Linked DNA regions of Mus musculus: region 2 is linked to region 1. Evidence: chromatin contacts called from public promoter capture Hi-C data. All regions are on one chromosome and are shown on one strand. Each heading gives the region's core, a stretch centred on a gene start, on an enhancer-like site or on the middle of the called end of the contact. The rest is flanking DNA. Distances are from core to core; before and after follow the strand shown.

Region 1 (5,057 bases), core at 2,457-4,956:
ACAAACTAAAATGATGCAGAAATAAACATAGAAGAAGGGTGAAAAGCCACAGCCAGCTGAGTCAACGTTGTCACCTGTCCCAGCTTCCCTGGCTCCTTATAATCCCGGGTTCAGGACAAGGCTAAGGATATCCCTCTGTTTCTTGGATCATAGAGCCTGTCAGCAAGTGACAAGGACAAAATATCTAAGGAGGACAGAGCTGAGAGTGACCAGACCACACCAAAGTGGTCATGAGCTGGACTCTAGATGGGCATGACCGCAACCTCCTCCTGTCCCACCTGACGCTCAGTTCAGGAAACACAGATTCTGGAAGGTTCTCCATGCTGCCATTTATTTCCTCCACAGCACTCTGAGTATTGTCAGTCCCTTAATTTACCCACTAATCAACCCCTCAGCTTATAGATTTGAGCAATTGAATTCACATTCAGATCCTTTCTAATTTTTTTAAAAAGATTTATTTATTTATTATATAAATATACTGCACCTAGCTCCAGACATATACTATAAGGGTACATGGGATTCCATTACAGATGGTTGTGAGCTACCATGTGAGTGCTTGGAATGAACTCAGGACCTCTGAAAGAGCAGTCAGTTCTCTTAACTGCTGAGCCATCTCTCCAGATTCTTATTCTCAGTGTGGAAGTGAGGAGCTGCAGCTCAGGGCAGCATGGAGCTGTCAGGATGCAGATGTCCCCTAGTGCCTGCAGGACCAGGAAGGATAGCTGTGGAAAGGAGAACAGGCAAGTTAGGGACAGGGTCCTTGTGTGCTAAGGTAGCCTAGGCTTTCCAGGTCTTCCCATTGTGCATAGAGGAAAAGCAAATAGCTTTAGACATTTGTAGTTTGTAAGTCTGGACTTGTTCCCACAAGAAGGCTATCTCAGGGTAAAAAAATAAGTCAGGACATTCAATATGAAACCATCTCCTAGTCCCACCACTCATTCAAAGGTGTAGATCTGAGAGGACCTGGGACCCAGTCCTCTTCTGTTTGCCTTAGGGCCAATCCATGATCCTATTTGTTACCTTTGAAGGCCCCCAGAAACAAGTCAGAGCCCTGGCCACCTTTGCTTCCTGCAGTAGAAGAAAGAAGACATTCAGGAGACTGACAGGGTTGGAGGAGCTAATATGGGCTAACTTTGCTCTACCTTCACCCCAAGAGTCCCAGAGACAATCTTCTCTCCCACACCTACCTCCAGCCGGAGCATAGTCCCCTCCTTTTCCACCTGTGAGAAGAAAAGCTGTGAGAGTTCAAGGAAGATCTTGACACTAGCAAGTTCCCAGAACTGACAGAGGACCCAGGTGGAGACTGTAGCAATGTGGGGTGTGGATTTGTTTCCCATTAATGAGCTGACCACACGTCTAAAGGGGACAGAGAGAAAACTCAGACCCTGCCCTTTCCTACCTATTGTTCTCCTGCTCTTCAACACAAAAGATACCATAGCTCCAATGATGATCACAGCTCCAAGGACAACAAGAACAGCCATGGGCTGGTGAGATGGCTCAGTGGGTTAGAGCACCCGACTGCTCTTCCGAAGGTCCAGAGTTCAAATCCCAGCAACCACATGGTGGCTCACAACCATCCGTAACGAGATCTGACTTCCTCTTCTGGAGTGTCTGAAGACAGCTACAGTGTACTTACATATAATAAATAAAAAAAAAAAAAAAAAAAAAGAACAGCCATGATTACCATGTTGGAGTCCGTGGATGGAGGAGGCTCTGGGAAGGACAGGTACAGGAAATGAAGGTGAAGGTTATGATCCCAGCTCTGAGCCATGACCAGCTCAGGGTCTGCAGAAGGCTCCAGCTTTCCCTGACCCCAGCTCTGCACCCACACTCTCCTTACCCCATCTCAGGGTGAGGTGCTCAGGCAGCCCCTCATGTTCCACATGGCATGTGTAATTCTGCTCCTTCCCAAGAGGCACCACCACAGCTGCCCACTTCTGGAAGGTTCCATCCCCTGCAGGCCTGGTCTCCACAAGCTCTATGTCCTGGGTCAGCTCCTCCCCATTCAACTGCCAGGTCAGGGTGATGTCAGCAGGGTAGAAGCCCAGGGCCCAGCACCTCAGGGTGACATCACCTTCAGATCTGGGGTGATGGGTCACATGGGCTTTTGGGGGATCTGTGTGGAAGATTTAAGAAATCACACGATTAACAAGACAAACTGAAATCTACACAAGACTCAATCAAATCAATGAAGACACTGAACAATATGTCTGTTTGACACTTCAACTGTCATGGCACTGGTGACCTGCAGGCAGAGCTGGTCCTCTCAGCACAGAACTGCACATTTTCTTTTGGGACTCAGAAGCCAAGAGAGAATCCATCAACATGGTCATCCTTATGTGATGTTCAATAGCATAAATGAGGTAGTCAAAGAATGGAAGAGGGAATGGCAAAAAAGTAATTTAATATGTGTTTGAGTTCATTTCAAGATCAGATATTAGGGCCATATGCTCTTGGTAGGATGCCACCACTGAGTCTTCCACTGTGGTCATCTTGCAGACCAACATTAACTGTCAGTTCAAGTGAACAGCCATCACAAAGTGTGCAGCCAGAGAAAATGACTCCCTGCCCCTGACTCTGGGGGACAAGGTACAGGTATGTTACACAGGACCCCTGGAGTGAGCTGTGGACCCCAGTGCAGCACTCACTGGAACACACTGGGCCCACAGGGAGGGCTCACTATAGCCCTGGATTTCAGAAGACCCTGTCACTCAGAAAGTCCAATTCCTGATTCACTAGGGGGAGCACTGTAATTTGTGGGGGCAGAGAGACAGCAGGAGGCTTCTGCATGTTTAGGTCTGACAGGAAACAGTGTAATCTCACAATAATCGATCTTTTAATGAGAACCCTGACTTATCTTGTGTAATTATCCAGGTTAGCAATGTAGACTGATACAAATGATAATAGGAGGGCAGGGAGAAACAGGATCACTCCAGTGCAGACAAAAACTGACTAGAAACAAAATAACGCCTTCAAAAAAAAAAAATAAAGAAAGAAAGAAAAAAGAAAGAAGAAAAAGAAAAGAGAAAAAAGAAAAAGAAATTCCAGTATTTATATTCCTCCAGGGTAGCCCATAAGGGCTCATGTGACCATTCACCACTGTAGGAATAGAAAGAATTGTGTTACAGACAGGGAGGGATCTGGGAGAATGTATTCTTTGAAAATTCTAGAAACTGGGGCAACCAGCCTAGTGTTGGGGAGTCCATGTCTCCCATCAGGTAAAGGCGACTTCAGGTCCTGAGGTGTAAGGGCTGACACACTCAGCAGGACAGGAGTCCATGTCCACAGACAGTGGGTGTGGGCAGAGAATCCAGACTAGGAGAGGCCATGGCTGACAGAGGCTATAGGGGAACTGAAGGGAGCAGCTGTTGTCACCTCAGGGAAATTCTCTCCTTCCCTCCTGAGACAGCCTGGGCACTGTCCAGGGAGAAGGCTGAGCCCTGGAAGAGTCAGTGCAGTCACTGTGACAAGGGATCAAGAGACCCAGGGACACACTCTCCCTTCTGGGACAGGGGCATCACCCCAGCTGAGGGTTTCTTCTTCCCCAGGACTGAGCCCCAGCCCGAGGGCAGAGGGAGGAGCTGCCCGCGGCCCCTGCACCTGTGCGCAGCAGCGTCTCCTTCCCGAGCTGCAGGTATCTGCGGAGCGACTCCACGCACTCGCCCTCTAGGTAGGCCTTGTAATGCTCTGCAGCACCAGCCTGCTCCCACTTGCGTCGGGTGATCAGCGCTGCCAGGTCCGCCGCCGTCCACGTGTTCAAGTCTTCGTTCAGGGCGATGTAATCTCGGCCATCATAAGCGAACTGTAGGTATCCGCGGAGGAGGCGCCCGTCCGACCCCACGTCACAGCCGAACAACAGCTGGAACGTGTGAAGGCCTGCGGGATCCCAAGGTCAGCGCCGCTCACCCGCACCGCCCCCGCTCGCCCTGGCCTAGTCCACCAGCGGACTCCTCCAAAGTGAAAGGGAAACCGGTCCTGGGTCGGTTCTGCTCCCGAACCTAGACTTGGGATTGGAGATCTCCGGCCCCTGTCTAGGGACATTTCGAGCTCGTGACCTCCCACCCAGGGTCACTCACCGCCTTCACTCTGGTTGTAGTAGCGCTGCGCGGTCCTCAGGCTCCCTCGGAAACTCTGCTCATTGCGCTTGGCGATCTGTGTCTCCCGCTCCCAATACTCCCGCCCCTCGTGCTCCATCCATGGAGCCCGCGGCTCATACCTCGGATTCTCCGCGTCGCCGTCGAAGCGCACGAACTGCGTGTCGTCCACGTAGCCGACAGAGATGAATCGGGGTTCCCGGAGGCCAGGGCGGGACAAGGCGGTCTCGAAATACCGCATCGAGTGTGAGCCTGGGGGCGGCGCGCGGTGAGACCCGGACCTCCTCACGGGACTCCGGCCCACTGCGCGGGCCGGGAGGGGAGCAGGGCGCCGGGCTCCGGATGCGGGTGTAGAAGGGCGGAGGGTCTTGTGAGCGACGGGGGGACGCGGATTCCACAGTGCCGTCCCCGCCCCTCCACGCAGAGGCCGTTTCCCTCCCGACCCCGCACTCACCCGCGCGGGTCTCGATCAGGGTCAGGGCGGCCGCCAGCAGCAGGAGCAGCATTCGCTGCGCCATTGTCCCATCTGGGATACAGGGCATTTGAGGCCCTCGGGCTGCTTGGACTTTATAACCAGCGCCCGCGGAGGAGCTGTTGGTTCCTTCCCCAGGATCCTGCCACCCAATGGAGATGAGACCTGCCAGATAATTCCTGCTACCTCCGGGTCCAGAGAGGGCATCAGATCCCCAGGAGCTATAAAGTGGTGCTGCTCCAGGGCAAGGGAGGGGCAGGAGCTGAGCTGCAGGAGAGGGTGGTGTCTGCAGGGAGCAGAGTGAGGCCCTTGTGCACCTGTGTCTTAGTGAGGGTTTCCATTGCTGTGATAAGACCCCATGACCAAAAGCAACTTGAGGAAGAAAGGGTTTCTTTCAGTTTACACTTCCACATCTCAGTCTATCATTGAAGAGATTCATGGCAGGACCTTGAGAGAGGATTCTAAGTAGGAACTGAAGCAGAGACCATGAG
Region 2 (5,370 bases), core at 467-2,966, 130 kb after region 1:
CTACTTCTTCTAACGTCATAGGAAGTTTATTGTTTTAGAGTCTAGCCTTGATTGTCTGCTGTTCCTCTTAATGAGTTACACTACAGTAACACACTGTTTCAGGGAAAGCATGACATGGTTCTTCCTTTCCCCAAACTAGCCCAAAGGAAGAACGCTCTCTTCTTGAAGATGCTCCTGTCACTCACCGCATTTCTATTTGTGTGCAGCTGGGATGGCTGCAAAGCAACAAATACATATCAGCTCTAAGGAAGCACCATTGAGTGCATTGAGGGCAGCAGCTTCTTGGAGAGAGAGCTGGCAAGTACATTCTAAACATTCAGTGGTGACTGCAGTCTTTCAACGTCACTACTGATAACTAACTCCTTAGATAGTCAGTGATTAGGAAGGAAATTAGCCAGGTATGGTTAATACTAGGTAGGTAGCGCATGTACCGAGGAGGCAAAGGCAGGAGCCTCAGGAACTCGAGGCCAGCCTAAATTAAATATAACCAATAAATAGTTATTGGTCTCAATAAATGAATAAGTGTATGGAAAGAGACAACCAAAGCTCTCCATTCTTAAGATGTCAATACATAAGTAAGCTAATTTATCTGGTCCCATAACCCCCTACTTTCCTTCTGTCCCAAAAGGGGCCCCCCAAAAAGGAAGGAAATTTGATAGGTCTACCCATCGACAGAAAAGTGCCCATGTAATGAATTGGGGCAACAATGATTATTTCTGTATACTGGTGGTACAAATGGAAGGATTTTAAGTAGGAGTTGGTAACTTATCCTCTTTTAATGGAGAAAAGAATTGATCCAGATAAGTACAGTTGGATGATTTCTTTCTTCTCTGCCCATTAGAATCCAGTTTTGACTAGTGACTTAGCCTCCTCCTCCTCAATCCTACAGATAAGTGGCATCCTCACCTAAAACTGAACCATATTCACACTTGAGAGACCTGCATGTATCTAATTAGCAAATAGATGGTATGAGAGAGAAACGGGCTCAAGGATAGTGAAGAACGGAGAGGATTTGGAGCTGGGGGTGGTGTGGTGGTGGTGTAGAGGGCAGCCATAATATGGCCTTGTGCTCCTCTGGCTTGATCCTTCCTCCCACTCTCCATTACTCGATCTCAGTGTAAGTAATCGCGTCAGAGACGTCCACGTTTTGCCTTTAATCACTATTGGGTACCACCTCAGGAGCCTCTTTCAAGCACTGGCCACAACTCTGTCCCACCCGTTCTCCATCTTCTCCAGCCATATCGGGAGCATGAGGACCAGAGTGAGGGAGCATACGTCGTGCTTGGCAGGGAGGAACGGATGCGTGTCTAAGTGAGGGAGAGGTGTGACGTGAAGGTGGGATGCCCGCTGCCATGTCGCAGCCCAGACCCGCGATGACTGCGTCAGTTTCACCCGGGGAGACCAAAGGCAGCGGGACAGGGGAACGGCGGGGTAGCCAAGCAACGCCGGACGCGCTGACGTCGCCGGGGCGGCAAACGTCCTCCGGGCCCGAGGCGGGCGGAGGCAGCTGTGGTTGCGCGCCGGCCGGCTGACGTACTCGCCGGGCGTAGGGCCGCGGCGAGAGGAGCCCGCTCGCTGGAGCCGGCTGCGGGACCCTTGTGGCGGCGGCGCAGCACCTACCTTCCCGGCTCCGGGTCCCGGAGTGCCGGGCGCGGAGCCGCCGGAGCACTGCCTCCCTCCTTCCTCCTCCCCTCACCCCCGCCCCGCGGCGCGACACACAATACTCGCCGGAAGCGGAAGCCGCGCTGCGGCGATGGAAGACAGCTGCGCGGCGCCGAGCCGCCGTGCCAGGGCCTAGTCGGGCCCGCGGCGGGTGGCGGGCGGAGAGCCGGAGGCGAGGGCCTGCGCGGCTAGTTTACCGGGCGAGAGGGAACCCGCCGCTTCCCGTGGCTGAGGTGCTGGCGCCCAGGTGACCAGAGCGGTCCCCCGGAGACTGAGGGCCGCGCATGCGCGTGGCGAGACGCCGAACCCCATGGCGGGCAGCGCGCCGTGGCTGGGCTGGCAGAGCTGCGCGGTCAGCGAGCCCGCAGAGGCTCAAGCTGGTCCTCGGTGGGGCTGGGAACCGCAGAGGCCTGGGCGGCTACGGGTTGTGGGCGTTGGGCCACACTTTCCCGGTCTCCGGGTCAATTCTGGGGGAGGGTTGCTGTTTAAGGCGGCGGTGTATTACGTGGCCGACCTGAGAGTCTATGCTGGCACGTCACTTCCGACTGGCTGAGGTTTGGCAATTTAACCGGCAAGCTGTAGTAGGTGAGTTATCTTGGCTGCAGACCGAGGTGCGTCTTTTCCCCTCCTCCGGTTGGGTGATGTATTAGCCAGGGGTTCTCTAGAGCTACAGAACCTAGTGAATGTTTCTCTCTCTATAATTAATCGTGATGACTTACAGGCTAACCCAACAATGGGCAGCTGTGGATGGGAAGTCCAAGAATCTAGTAGTTGCGCAGTCCCACGTGGCTAGTTCTTTCAGCTGGTCTTCTGTAGAAGTAGGTTCCGACAGATGTGCTGGCAAGTAAGTGCAAGCCCGTGAAGAAGAGAATCTTCCTTCTTCCTATGTCCTTATGTAGACTTCCAGCAGAAGGCGTGGCCCAGATTAAGGTGTGCACCACCTTGTTTGGATTTGGGACTTGCTTTCTCCCGGGCTGACTTTGAACTCAGAGAACTCCTTGCCCCAGTCTGGGATTGAAGTCGTGTACTGCCTTGCCTGGTCCTAAACTTAATGGCCACTGTACCTCAAGATCTCCATGTCAAGATCCAGGTCAGAAACTTGTGTCTTCCAGCCTCAAGATCTGGATCACAGGTGAGCCCTCCAATTCTGGGTTGTAATTCCTTCCAGATAGTCAAGTTGACCACCAGGAGTAGCCACCACAGCTGACATTAGCGAAACGCTTTCCCTGGCTGGAGCTGGAGTGTAGAAAACCGGTCTAGTTCGGTGCTTTGCTGCCCCTGCATCTAGGATGCCAGGAGGACCAAATCCTGTGCTCAGGAAACACTGGGTGGGAACCAAAGCCTGCTTCTTTCTCTTTGAAGACCTTGCTTAAGTTTCTCTGGGAGAGCAGATGGAGCTTATGGATAGACTCCAGACTTGCACATTGGCCTCCTTGTTGTGTTTTATAAAAAGATAAGGAGAGAAGGAGTGTGTTTGGTGGAGGTGTAGTCAGGTGTGGGAGGAGGGGTGCCTCTGCAGGCCCATGCTGCCGCATCCCTCCCCCCTGAGGGACCAGCCACACGATGACGATGGCATAGTATAGAATAGAGTTTATTCAGGGAATGGGGAGGGGATTTGAGAGGGTAGTAGAGACGGAGAAAGGTGGGGGGGGGGGGGGAGAAGAGAGCAGAGAAGAGAAGAAAGAGAAGTAGAGGCCAGCCGTGAGTGCCATGAGCACGTGGGGAGAGAGGAGGAGGCGAGTGGTGAGAGAGGGGGAAGAGGCAGGACAGGACAGAGTAAGAGCAAGAAGGCAAGAGAGGTAACTGGGGCAGAGCCTAGACAAAATGCTAACGCTTGTTGTTTTTGGAAGTGTCATAAACCTGTCATGGTGAAGATTTTTGTGGAGGGGATGAGTTGATGTGGAGGGATCGTCTGCTGGTACAGATGTAATGGACTCAGGAGGAGTCAGTGCTAGGATGCACATTGACACTACTGGATGCATAGGTAGCTTGTCCCTCTGTTGTGAGACAGACCTTTTCTGGGGAGATAAACACGTGTCTGCTCATCTCAACAAACTGACACGGACCAAAGTATGCGTACCACTGAAGTCCGATGTGGTGAAGCATGAGTTTTACTGGGGTTATTTAGAGGAATATGGGTGAGGAGTTACTTACAGGAACAGAAATAACTCAAAGACAACACGGTGTCACCAAAGTCCACCCCCGTGTAGTTGACAGCTCACATAGCTGGAAACCTGGAGCACACTGCACAGATGAAGAGGCTGAGGGTCTCTTTCCGGCTAGTGTGCGCATCTTCCAGGCTGCTTGTTCTTATTTCTTCCAGTCGTCATCTGCTTCTGCTGGGCTCACCTGAGAGTGGCTCTCGGCAGTGTCTACTGTTAATGCCCTCGGGAGGAAGGGATTTTGGACTTCTGAAGCTGTCAGGAGTTGTTTCTTAAGGTGCTTCCCTGTAGCACTTCACTTCTCTTTAGAATGTCTTGTTGCTTTACATCTCTGTAAACCCCTTGTTTTAGGAAGTTTCCCTCCATGATGCAAGGTTTTAATCTCAGAGGAAGCCACTACAAAACACTCTCTCTCCTTCCTGCAACAGTTGGCATTCAACATATTTGCGTGTATTTGAATGCGTGCCCTCCTTTCAGAGGAAGTGGTCCTTCTTCTGTTTTAGTTCTTCACAAACACGGTGCAGTTCTGGCTCCTTTGAGGTAGCATTTTATGTAGTCAAGGCTCACTAGGAAGCTCGATCCTTCTGCTTCACCTCAGTACTAGAGAATTACAGGTGTTGACTACTACACCTGAGATGCATATTTAACCCCTCATACTTAAAGAGTTCAAAACTGTTTTAATGTCAGAAAACAGGCAGTGTCTGAGGTCAAAGATTTAGGACCACAAATGTCAAATACAACAAATTGACTTTAAAAAAATTGTCTTTACTGTTGTTTTTTGTTCTGTTGTTTTGTTGTTTTTGCTCTGCTTTCATTGTAGCCAGTGATTTTAAGAGTAAATTTGATAGATATCAATTTTTCCTCCACTTCATTTTGTCATATTTGCCCATAGGGATTATAAACTGCAGCAGTTGCTACAGTTAATAAACACCTTATTTAAAACAGAGTAGCATGAAACTAGTCTTTTATCACTGTCCCTTAAAAATATCCCAGTGTGGCCTTTCCCATTGTATACCTTTCTGTTAGGAGGACTTGTCCCCTCCCCTTTTAATCTTGTATCTTTGAGAATTTTCTATCATCTGCCCCCTGTCCCTATCTTTCTTTTGAGTGTCCTTTGAAGTGTTTGGAGGAAAAGGCAAATAGGTTTGAATTACCATTGTGTCTGGGGTTCCCAGAAGTTCTTACTGTACGTAATGTAGCAGTTCATAAATACATAATAAGTAACACTCCAATCAACTCAACATGTTCCCTGTTGCACCGTGGGCCCTCCCACGAGTGATGCTCACACCTGGTCCCTAGGAGCTCTTTTTCTGCCTTGGGAAGTTGGGTGGTGGGGATTTCAGTCTACTTGGACAGCTCTCTGAAAGGTTAAAGAGTTAGGGTTGTCTTGGTGATTCGGTTTTTCTTGTCTTCAGGATAGCAACAGTGTTTTGTCAAGCTTTGTGCATTGCCAGGGAAACTCCAAAATAAAAAACCAAAACAACAGTGTGTCGTACTATATGGAGCTGTTACATTTTTCAGTGAAGGGCTTCATTTCATAGAAATG

The links. Capture Hi-C pulls out chosen DNA fragments and counts their contacts.
Region 2: a promoter capture Hi-C map of adipose tissue shows a contact between it and region 1. The contact joins the promoter of Trim39 here to the promoter of 2410017I17Rik in region 1. A contact is called at or near these places in 2 of 39 promoter capture datasets (embryonic stem cells and macrophages), 1 of 484 Hi-C or Micro-C datasets (embryonic stem cells), 2 of 115 datasets of contacts at active chromatin or transcription factors (bone marrow-derived macrophages and embryonic stem cells) and 3 of 9 other capture datasets (adipose tissue, liver and macrophages).

Annotation. Positions count from the first base shown.
Region 1 is chr17:36,141,312-36,146,368 of GRCm38.p6, forward strand. It overlaps 2410017I17Rik (RIKEN cDNA 2410017I17 gene), which reads left to right and starts at 3,707. Exons shown (of 4, transcript NR_033517.1): 1 at 3,707-3,891. It overlaps Gm10499 (predicted gene 10499), which reads right to left and starts at 4,638. Exons shown (of 8, transcript NM_001370818.1): 1 at 4,549-4,638; 2 at 4,077-4,346; 3 at 3,601-3,876; 4 at 1,841-2,116; 5 at 1,685-1,713; 6 at 1,188-1,220; 7 at 1,021-1,068; 8 at 437-722. The coding sequence starts at 4,612. The coding sequence ends at 525. It also overlaps a transcript of Gm8909 not described here.
Region 2 is chr17:36,269,717-36,275,086 of GRCm38.p6, forward strand. It overlaps Trim39 (tripartite motif-containing 39), which reads right to left and starts at 1,717. Exons shown (of 7, transcript NM_178281.1): 1 at 1,621-1,717.